Linked DNA regions of Mus musculus: region 2 is linked to region 1. The links are chromatin contacts, called in public Hi-C maps. All regions are on one chromosome and are shown on one strand. The core of a region is the stretch at or near the end of the contact, and the rest is flanking DNA. Distances in the headings are between cores, read along the strand shown. Region 1 holds the start of Nsa2 (NSA2 ribosome biogenesis homolog). Region 2 holds the start of Cwc27 (CWC27 spliceosome-associated protein).

The links. Hi-C and Micro-C count contacts between places; a contact is called where the count stands out from the background.
Region 2: a contact with region 1 is called in a Hi-C map of muscle stem cells, with 7 times the contacts expected there. The contact joins the promoter of Cwc27 here to the promoter of Nsa2 in region 1. A contact is called at or near these places in 2 of 484 Hi-C or Micro-C datasets (CD4 T cells and muscle stem cells).

What each region holds. Positions count from the first base shown.
Region 1 is chr13:97,133,999-97,139,391 of GRCm38.p6, reverse strand. Nsa2 (NSA2 ribosome biogenesis homolog) reads left to right here and starts at 1,466. Exons shown (of 6, transcript NM_021552.5): 1 at 1,466-1,637; 2 at 3,684-3,871; 3 at 3,948-4,098. The coding sequence starts at 1,635. It overlaps Gfm2 (G elongation factor, mitochondrial 2), which reads right to left and starts at 1,455. Exons shown (of 21, transcript NM_177266.5): 1 at 1,333-1,455.
Region 2 is chr13:104,815,049-104,820,481 of GRCm38.p6, reverse strand. Cwc27 (CWC27 spliceosome-associated protein) reads left to right here and starts at 3,529. Exons shown (of 14, transcript NM_026072.1): 1 at 3,529-3,795. The coding sequence starts at 3,754. It overlaps Srek1ip1 (splicing regulatory glutamine/lysine-rich protein 1interacting protein 1), which reads right to left and starts at 3,312. Exons shown (of 5, transcript NM_026075.3): 1 at 3,116-3,312. The coding sequence starts at 3,128.

The DNA.
Region 1 (5,393 bases), core at 217-2,716:
GTTATGGTGTCAAGGGAGGCTTCACTAAAACTGTGAAATTAAAACTAAAAAAAAAACTAAAGTAGGTAAGGGAGTCAATGTGGGAAGAGGGAGCATACTCTAGCTTGAGAAATTGCGTAATTTACTGCACCTGAAAATACACGAATGCTAATCAGCGCTAGCTCTGATTTAAACAAACAAACAAACAAAAACATTATACTATGGGGACTTAAATGATAGTTTGAAGCCCAGCGGTTGTGGTGCACATCTTTAATTTCAGCACTCTGGAGGCAGAGGCAGGCGGACCTTTGTTGAGTTTGAGGCCAGTCTTGTTTGCGAAGCAAGTTCCAGGACAGCCAGCTCTACACAGGGAAACACTATCTCGAAAACATCAAAAAAGGAAGGGATGTTTAAAAAAAAAAAAAAAAGCAACAGCTTGACTCCAAGTGCTAGGGCTTCTTGAGATGTACTTTTCAATTTTGGTAGTTCCAAATTGGAGCTAGTGAACTTCTGTGACTACAGTACAAGGATAAAACTGGGGACTGACGAGATGGCTCAGAGGTTAAGTTTGGCTGCCCTTCTAGAGGACCAGGTTCAATTCCCAGCAACCACTAGCCCCCCCAACCATCTTTTATGATTCAACACCCTGTTCTGGCCTCGGAGGGCACCAGGTACGCACTACACATTTAAAAAAAAAAATAATAAGGGCTGGTGAGATGGCTCAGTGGGTAAGAGCACCCGACTGCTCTTCCGAAGGTCAGGAGTTCAAATCCCAGCAACCACATGGTGGCTCACAACCATCCGATCACGATATCTGACTCCCTCTTCTGGAGTGTCTGAAGACAGCTACAGTGTACTTACATATAATAAATAAATAAATCTTAAAAAAAAAATAATAATAATAAGGTGGAAAAACCACACAGATTTCTAAAAGGTAAAAACTGCCCTTAATTACACAGGATTTCTCAAGAGCTTAGGGGGAAAGTCCTGGGCGTCCACAAAAACCAAGTACCTTTTGCTTTCCTGGCCTGGCCAGTAGTTTTATTTTCCATATAACATATCTCAACCAATTGTGCATCCGCTAGCAACAGGAGAGACAGAAACAGACTAACAAATCAGTCGCCCTCCATAATGGATGAAGCAACACGTCCGTGACCCGGCAGACGGGGCCCGGAGGCCGGGGAGTGCTCGTCTGGAACCCGCTGTCAGTAGCAGCTACGAGGTCAGCAGTGGCAGACCAGCAAGACCGCGGCACGCACAGGGCGCCTGGCTGGTTCTGCTAGTGTCCGCCGGGGAGTAAGAGAGGAACCGGCAACACGGTACCACATCCCACCACCTCAGACACCCTCATACCCGCAGAAGGAACCCGCGGATCTCCCAGCTTACAAAAGCTCCATAAGCACCTTCCGCCCTCTAAGCAGTTCCGGTGGCGTCTCAGCTAAAATTCTCCTGCTGTCAATTTCCGCCCATCTGCCTAGGAACGGAAAGACGTCACGGAACTGCTGTGCGGCGCTTGCGCTCCACTCGGCCTTCTTAAAGGACTACCCTTTCCCGTCCTGGGCTGAACGAGGCAGGCTCGTGGACCAGTGACATCCAGAAATTAAGAGTTTTTTGAGACCCGGGAGGTCGCGGACCGGTGCTCCGCGGCTGTCATCATGGTAAGGAGGCCTCCTCGGACGCGGGCGACGAAGGGCCTGGGGTTAGCGTGGTTGGGCTGTCGGGGAGAGAGGACCGTGGTAGGCGGAACTGAGATGCCTTGGCGTGAGATGCAGCTTCTGGACCCGGAACACAAATCTTGGGATGAGACAAGAGTTCACTATAAAAGTCCTGATCTTGCTACCGTGGCGTCAGTGCCAACCTAATGGAATGCAGTTGAGACTTGTGATAATAACTTTATAGTCGCATCACACCGTTTTAATGCTCAGTATACTATATTCTTTGCAAAAAGCCAAACAGCGAATGAGTTGCGGAACAAAACATTCTCTTTATATATGAATTACCAGACCTGCCATTCTCATTATACTGGATGTTTCTCTTCAAAGTGGAATGCCATAAACCTTCTTTGTAGTTGCTGCAAAGTTTATGTGATAGCAGTTGAAAACAACACCCATAAGGGTTTTGTTACCTAGTTTTAATCTCTGAGCTGGGTTTTGTGCCTGTTTGTTTATTAGGTTGGTTGGTTTTGAGGGTTCAAATCTAACTAGATGCTGACTACAGTTTCATTGTTAACAATGAAACAATTTAAAACACAAATGGGATCCCATATAGTACTGACAACATGCAAAATAATACACCAACTTTGGAAGATAACACAGCAGTAGACAGTTTCCAAGCAAAGGTCTGAATTCATCTATATTTATTACAACTTTATTCCTAATCACCAATGGAAAAAAATGAACAGTCCAGATATACATCATATGGTAAATGGATAAAGAAATGAGTTTATATCCACACACTGGGATATGGCCAAGTGCTATAAAGTACTTAAGAGCTGGTAGACATAAATGGATATATTCTAGTTAAAAAAAGCCAGATGCAAAAGGATGTGTGTCCTGTAGATTCTACTCACTGGGCAGAGTAAACCATACAAATATAAGGTTGAAGATGGGAAAAGAAGACCTTAGAGTAGCACAAAGGAACATTCTGGGGTGGAAAAATCAATATGCCATCTTGAATATAATGGATACAGAAATTTATGATTGGGCAGGAATTACAACTACACACCCACAACTAAAATTGGCAAATCTTGTTTTATGTAAATTGTGTTTTAGAAAAATAACATTCTTTTTTTTTTTTTTTTTTTTTGGTTTTTCGAGACAGGGTTTCTCTTTTAGCTCTGGCTGTCCTGGAACTCACTCTGTAGACCAGGCTGGCCTCGAACTCAGAAATCCGCCTGCCTCTGCCTCCCGAGTGCTGGGATTAAAGGCGTGCGCCACCACGTCCGATTGAAAAATAACATTCTTTTTGGTTTTTCGAGACAGGGTTTCTCTGTGTAGCCCTGGCTGTCCTGGAACTCACTCTGTAGACCAGGCTGGCCTCCAACTCAGAAATCCGCCTGCCTCTGCCTCCCAAGTGCTGGGATTAAAGGTGTGTGCCACCACTGCCCGGCAAAATAACATTTTCTAATTTAAAAAGACCTGAAAGTAATTTACCTTATTATCTAAAGTAAAAAAAAAAGCATTAAATCCTGTAGTAATCTTATGTTTTTAGTAGATTTTGAATAAATACCTTCATTAAATAGTAGCTTTCCCTGAGAGTCATGCAGGTGTAAGCACATGAATACTGTCCAAGATAAAAATATATTTCACTTCATCATATTAAAGTCTTCGAATAGGGCTGGAAAGATGGCTCAGCGGTAAGAGCACTGACTGCTCCTCTGAAGGTCCTGAGTTCAAATGTCAGCAACCGCATGGTGGCTCACGACCACCTGTAATGAGATCTGATGCCTTCTTCTGATGCTTATGTATAATAATGAATAAATCTTTGGGCCAGAGCGAGCAGGGACTGAGCGAGTGGGGCTGACCCAGAGCAAGTAGAGGTCCTAAAAATTCAATTCCCAACAACCACCTGAAGGCTCACGACCATCTGTACTGCTACAGTGTATTCACATACATAAAACAAATAAATAAATCCTTTAAAAAAATCTTAAAATAATCGTGTCAATACTTGAAAAAATTAAAGTAACATTTCTTGAATTATTACAGCCACAAAATGAATATATTGAATTGCACCGCAAACGATACGGATATCGTTTGGACTACCATGAGAAAAAGAGAAAGAAAGAAGGTCGGGAGGCCCATGAACGTTCAAAGAAGGCAAAAAAAATGATTGGCCTGAAGGCTAAGCTCTACCATAAACAGCGCCATGCCGAGAAAATACAAATGAAAAAGACGTAAGTGGGCCCATCTACATAGCATACTCGGGTAATAATTACTGTGCACATTCTGAACCTCTGGGCTTTCTCGTAGTATTAAGATGCATGAGAAGAGAAACACCAAGCAGAAGGATGATGAGAAGACGCCGCAGGGAGCAGTCCCTGCCTATCTGCTGGACAGAGAGGGCCAGTCGAGAGCAAAAGTCCTTTCTAACATGATTAAGCAGAAACGGAAAGAAAAGGCGGTAAGTAATTTTTTCACGAGAGAAATATCTAAATTTGAGGGTCACGATTTGCCTCCAGTTTAATTTGAAACATTAAGGGCAACTATTAGTTCCATTATTGGGATACTGAAAGTCTTAGAATGTTTTTGTGAATCTTTTTATTTCTATTTTGATGAGGATTTAAGACTTGCTTATTTTTATGTGTGTTTGCCTATGTGTATTTATGACAGCACACGGTGCCAACAAAGGCTAGAAGAGGATGTCTGTTCCCCTGGAACTGAAATTATTTGCTAATGAGCTACTGTGTGGGAGTTGGGACCTGAACACAAGTGGTCTAAAGAACAGCAAGTGCTCTTAGCAGCTATCTCCAGCCTAATTTTGTAAATTTAGTTTGATAGAAACTTGCTGTCTTATCGCCAAGGTTGGTGTATCCTGGTGGAAAGAATTTTAGAATTTAAGTGTGAACAGAATCTCTCAGAGGGAGCGGTGGATAGAGCTCAGTTGACGGACGTCAGCCCACCTAGCTGTAGCTCCAGCACGGGGGCTCGGGAGGCAGGAGCATCACAAGTCTAAGGTCATTCTTGGCTACATAGCAAGTTTGAGGCCAACTTGGTCTCCATGAGTCCTTGTAAGCCATTAGAGTGTCATACATCTCTCATTTAAGAATTAATTAAAAACAAGTTCAGTACTTAATGACTTACATTTGAAAATCTTAATGCTGTGCTATTATAGAGAAAAACACAACTTTTTTTGGCCTTGCAGTGTCAAATTTGGTTCCAGTAGAATTTTACACACCCTTTTACAATTATTGTCAAAACTAACTAAAATTCTGCCCCGATACAGAAAGACCTCATAAATATTATTTTTAACTTCCTGTGAGTAGAATTAAGAAATCTAATTGGAAAATACACAGTATTAAAATCTTTTTTCAATTTGTAAATATCCTAATTATAATGGTCTGACTACTACTGAAGACACTAGTGGATATCTACTCAGTGAATATGTTGAATTAGTCTGATTGCAGATAAGAGACTAGGGTCCCGGGGGGTTATAAATCATTATTGGTGGCAATGGATTGTGAAGTGGTGGTACATCCTAGAACCCATGTCTTAGTAATATTAGTCCAGAAGTCTTTCTACTGCCTTACACTGCTATAGCCTTAGGGGTTTTGTTTTTGTTTTATGTGTCTGTTTATTCTGGGGCGCTACAAAGCATATGATGTTACTAGCAGTCTTAAAGTCTGTTTTAGGGAAAAATACAAAGAGATGAAGTGGAATGAGTTCTGCTTGTAACTATATGTGCTTGTGACAAGTCAC
Region 2 (5,433 bases), core at 2,280-4,779, 7.7 Mb before region 1:
GGATGTGAGACAGGGATGCTGACCCTGCCATTTCATCCTCTGCCCTGGCTACACAGACAGAACAAGGTCAGCATCTGCACCATCCTTCTCGGCAACACATGCTGCTACTTGAACCAGGTCAACTCTTGATGGAGAATGGAGACTTACTAATACAACTTCAACAGCTGGGCTAGGCTGAACAACTGTGAATGAGCAAAGAAATGTTCCAAAGAAAGTAAACTTCACTGAATCCTATGTTCAATGCCATTTGTCAAATGACTAAGTGTCTAAGATTTTTTTTTCCCGAAGATCTTCAGTATCTCATTGTTACCTACATAATAGTTTAAGCTGGCATTCAATGTGGTGGAAACACGTGACCACTGAAGCAGACAAGGCTGGTGGCTTCTGAAAAGCAGCCTCATTACTCTATAGTTATACCTTATAATAACCAGGAGCACAATCACCCCAAGCTGAATCCATCACACCTAAAATAAAAGAGCATGACACAATACTTGTCCTTCTTGATGATCACCTCAATGGAGCCCCATTTTCCTTCCGTGCAGCATCTGGATCGATCATCCAAGAAATTATCTTAACATCTTCTGTATCTGCACTTTCTAAAGCAGTTGCATTGTGCGTTTGTGCCACCTGTCAAGCCTATTATCTTGATTTTTTTGGGGGGGGTGGGTTTAAGCAGTTTATGTAAGTCATTCCATCTGGCTTAATGACACAATTTATTATTATGCTTTGAAACATTATTTTGAATTGAAAGGTTAACATTTTTTTTAACACTGGTCTCAAGTTTAAGAGCATCTCAAACAAAGCTAGAAGAAAAATCACTTTTTGTCCCTTTTCTTCAGGAGCAAATTATCATTCCTAAAGTTTTACGGTGTGTCTCCTGGTGTGTTCATACTCTACCAGTGCTCCAGCGCCTGCCCAAATGATGGGCAGTGACAGCAGGCCAACTCTGGGTGCAACTGTGTGATGCAGAGGTCACCAGAGCCTCACGAAATGCTTAGGCAAGTACTGTGCAGGCTCGTGGTTCTCAGCTCTTTCCTTTACATGCTATTATTCCTAGACTCCAGTCAGGTCTTCCCTTCACACATTACCCACTGTGTCTGCACAGTCCCTCACACTTTATCCTTTTAGTCCTATAATAAGTGTTGGTTTTGACTCTGACTTCTTGTCCAGTATTCTGTTTATTCCCATGCTATCTATGGGCCATTTCCATCCCGGGCCAGATAGACCTCAACACAAGTTCCAGACTGACCTTACCACCATCTCTCAACTCTGATCTTGAGGGATGTCTTCCCAGTTATGAGGCCTCCTCAAATGAGCTAATGTCAAAAACCAGGTTAATCTCATTTCCTACCCACACCAAAGCAATTAATTCTTAGTGATTCTACCACCACCACCACCCCCCCCTCCAAATTAGCTGCTTCTCTCTTAATGAGTCTACATCCTCAATGGTAACATAACTGACCAGAATCACCCTTAAGTACCAACAACGCCTCTACATTAACTAACTCTCCTCTAGGTCACAGTATCCTAAAATGTAATTTTTCTTAAAGCTGTTAAGTGTTTTCCTACTGTCTATTAACATCCTAACACTTTGTTTTTGCTTGTAAGGTCCTTCAGTCGCAGGGAATCTATTGTGCCATGGATATGTTGGAGAATGCATTTGCATTCATGGTGGCCAAGAGCTTGGATAATCTCCATTAGCTTTTGTAATAGGCAAGTTACTTGATTTCTCCGTCTGTGAAGTGAGACTAACAACAGCTATCTCATAGCAGTGGTTATTAAAGGGAGGAAAAAAATATACAATGTTTGACATAGTATCAGATACATGGGTTACATAGTAAAAGTTAGATACTTTGAATTATCGCTTTAGTTAATTTCTCTTTTCTCTCAGGTTAGCTGATCGTTAGCCACGGCAGGGCTCTTTCATTCCCTCTTTTAGTTCCTCTTCCTTTCTGTATCTGCTCCCTCTCCCTGCAGGTCCCCTGCACTCTCACCTTTCTTTAGCTTTCATCTGGAACATCCTTTTGTACACTCTGGATCCTGTTAGGTGTCCTGTTTTTGCTCGCCCCAGCGTTAGTTCTACTTTCTGTAAATCCCCCCCCCCCCGAATTCTAGGAGAGCAAGGGTTTCTACCATGCTGACTGCCACACACTCAATAAATGTAGTCACCTCTCTTTTCACAGCTCCTGGAGTGCTCCTCTGCAGAAGTTAGGAAGCAGCCCCACCCCGCAACAGTAATCTCTAGAATAAAGTTCAGAAAAGGCTGCCACGGAACAAAGACAGGGGTCAAACAGTAGCGGGAAGGGGCAGTGTTAAGCAAAGTTGGGGCTTCACAAATAGTTTGAGGGTCTTTCCTACAGTACTATGCACTGTGAATCTCCGAGATGCGAGGCGGGTATATCTCTTAAAAACACCTGCTTGATAATAGGGTTTTACAGAAACACATTCTGACAAAGTCGGCTTGGGGAAGTTCTTAGCGGCTCCCCAGTAAACTGGAGCAACAAAAACATCCCCGGAGCTCAGTTTGCCGTTTCTAGGTTAGAAACCTCTGAACACAAAAGTGGAACCTACAAAGAATCTTAGATCTAATTCGAGAAAGCACTGTCTTGAAACTGATAGGGAAACTGAGGCCCGGAAGGGCACAGCAGCGGGCCTGCAGCCACATAGAAATTACAGGCTGGAAGTGCTAGAACAAGCCTCAGGTGCTCTTCTTGGCGACTTTCAGTATAATGTGTATAGCCACCTGGATTCGGCAAAATGCTCACATTTCGAATTTTATTTTGAAATCGTGTGAAAGTTACAGTCTTCTGGGCAAGTTGTCCCCTTAGGCCTACAGTTCTCATTGTCACCAAGTCCCTTGTCCCTCTTACAATACACTTTCCCTCTAATCCTGTGCAGTTTGGGCTTGTCCAAGAATGACAGAGATGATCTTTCCCTATCTTTCTCACCCCGCTTTGAACTTGTAGTATAAGCTTTTTCATGTAAGCCGACCAAATCTAAATTTTTAGGCCTTCGCCTGATTCCCCAAGTGCTCGCTGCCACCCACCCCCGTGCTCTGGGCTTCCCTGCTCGTCTCATTCCTCTGGAGTGAGAGAGCCCTGCGGTTGACCTTCACCTGGGACTGCCATGATGCAAGGTGAGTGGGATCGTCGGAGTCCTGGGCTTTCGAGATCACGTTAGGTTCAGGTCCGTTGCGAGGACAGCGCATTCCCAAAGGGATCTCTCCCACCCGGCCACTACAACTTCACCGGGCAGGGGAAGGCCCGATGCACATCTAGGGTTGGCGGAACTAAGTGGCTGTGGATGCAGTTTCCAGGGGTGTCCTACCGCGGAGCACACGCGGTCGGAACCATTTCGGCCCGCTTCGGGAGGTGAGTGCTATCTGCAATCGCCTGACCTGGACGCAGCCCCGGGATTTACGGATTGGCCCTTTAGCTCGTATTATAAACCTCGCTACAAATTCTCTAAAGTTGTAGAGGTCCTATAGTCTTTTCTAGTTTCCTGAAGGACAGGGAAGTCCCCCCTCCCGGGGTTAGCGGTGCTCCGGTCCGGGAGCAACATGGCGGCGTCCATGATGGGCTAGTTTGGGGAGTAACTAGTGATTAGTACGGCTGTCTTGTCCGACTCTGACCGAGTGAAGTTTTCCCCCAAATACTCAGGTTAAAGAATTGTGTGCTAACAGGTGGGCCTCGCCGGAGACCCGCCATTCGCTTGCGGCCACACTAAGGAGCGGAGTCCTGAGCACTGAGCAAGATGAGTAACATCTACATCCAGGAGCCGCCCACTAATGGGAAGGTGAGAGCCTTACCTCCTGGACACGGTGACTGGGGGCGGGCAGGGAGGGGCAGCTATCGGGGATTTTAGAGGTGGAAAGACCAAAGGACTCTTCTCCACACCCTGCATATGGCCAGTGTTGCATTTATATTCTTTACGGTGACGTGTCTCAGCATATTTTTGAAAGAGTTCTTGGGCAACCTCCCTATTCGCTAGTCTTCTGACCCCTTAACTTCCTTGATCCAACTCACGTGAGCGCCTTCTAGTGTCTATTGTTTTTAAGACTTATCTCAAGATTGTACACTTTTGCTTGTTGTTTAACTTGGAGATCGTGCATTCTCTACAGTCATTATTGAAGGCCTCTTTGGCACCACGCACTCTACTAGGTGCTGATGATACAAAGGTTGGTATTCTACCTTTATATGTGTGTCTGTATTATAGACACACACACACACACACACACACACACACACACACACACGTATATATATACTAATTCCCTATCTCAGGATTACAGACGTGCATGAACACACCTGCCTTTGCTTGGGAGGTATTGAAGAAGAGATTATATTGCCATGACAGTGATGGAGGGAAAACAGGAAATGATGGGGAAAACATCTTGGAGGAGATATCTTTTGAGATAATTGTCAGTTAGAAGCAGGGGAGGAGTGAGGAATGTTATTTCATAGGAATGGGAGTAGATTCCCTGATAGATTTCATGCTGAGCTATATATTTCTAGAGGACAATATTAATTTTAATGAATAAATGCGTGTAGAGATGAAATAGACTGACCATTCCACAATGCAGAACCTTCACGCTTCATTTCTCTAGTTTGCTATTTTACCTGTTCAAATGTAACAAAGAAGCCTATCAAATAGCAGATCTCAGTGATGCCCTGGGTCTCAGCAATTACCCAGTATTTAACAGTATCTTACCTTGGTTTCTTTCCTATATAGAATGCAAACACTATAGAGTTGAAGATGAGCATCTAGAGCAGTGGTTCTCAACCTGTGGCTCATGACCCCTTGGGTTGAATAACCCATTTACAGGGGTCGAATATCAGATACCCCGCATATTAGATATTTATATTAGGATTCATAACAGCAAGATTACAGTTATAAAATAGCTGGAAATAGTTTTACGGTTGAGGGTAAATACAACATGAGGAACTGTATTACAGGGTCACAGGATTAGGAAGGTTGAGAACCACTGGCCTAGAACATTGCTTTACGTAGAGTTCGTACACTACGAAAGAATAGCTAGGCACATGACTTAATGCTGTTTCTTTAGCTTCTGAGAGGTATTAAGCATAGGTGAGGGTGGAGTTAAACTGTTATTCCTCATGGGCACATTTAGTTGTTTGACTCTAATGACTTCTTTTTTAAGAACTAAAACAGGGTTTCATATGAGTCCTTAGCTGTGCTGGAAACAGTTGTTTACTGTAGGAAATGATTTGATATATCCACAGAGTAAAAGCACTTCTGAACAGGAGCTCATTCATACAACAAGTATTTTTAAAACTTTGTGTGTGTGTGTGTGTGTGTGTGTGTGTGTGTATGTGTGTCTATGTCTGTTTGTGTCTGTGTCTTGTTCCATGCTGGTCCCACTGCACACATTCGAAGGTTCAGAGAATAACTTTAGTTGATGGCCCTTATCTT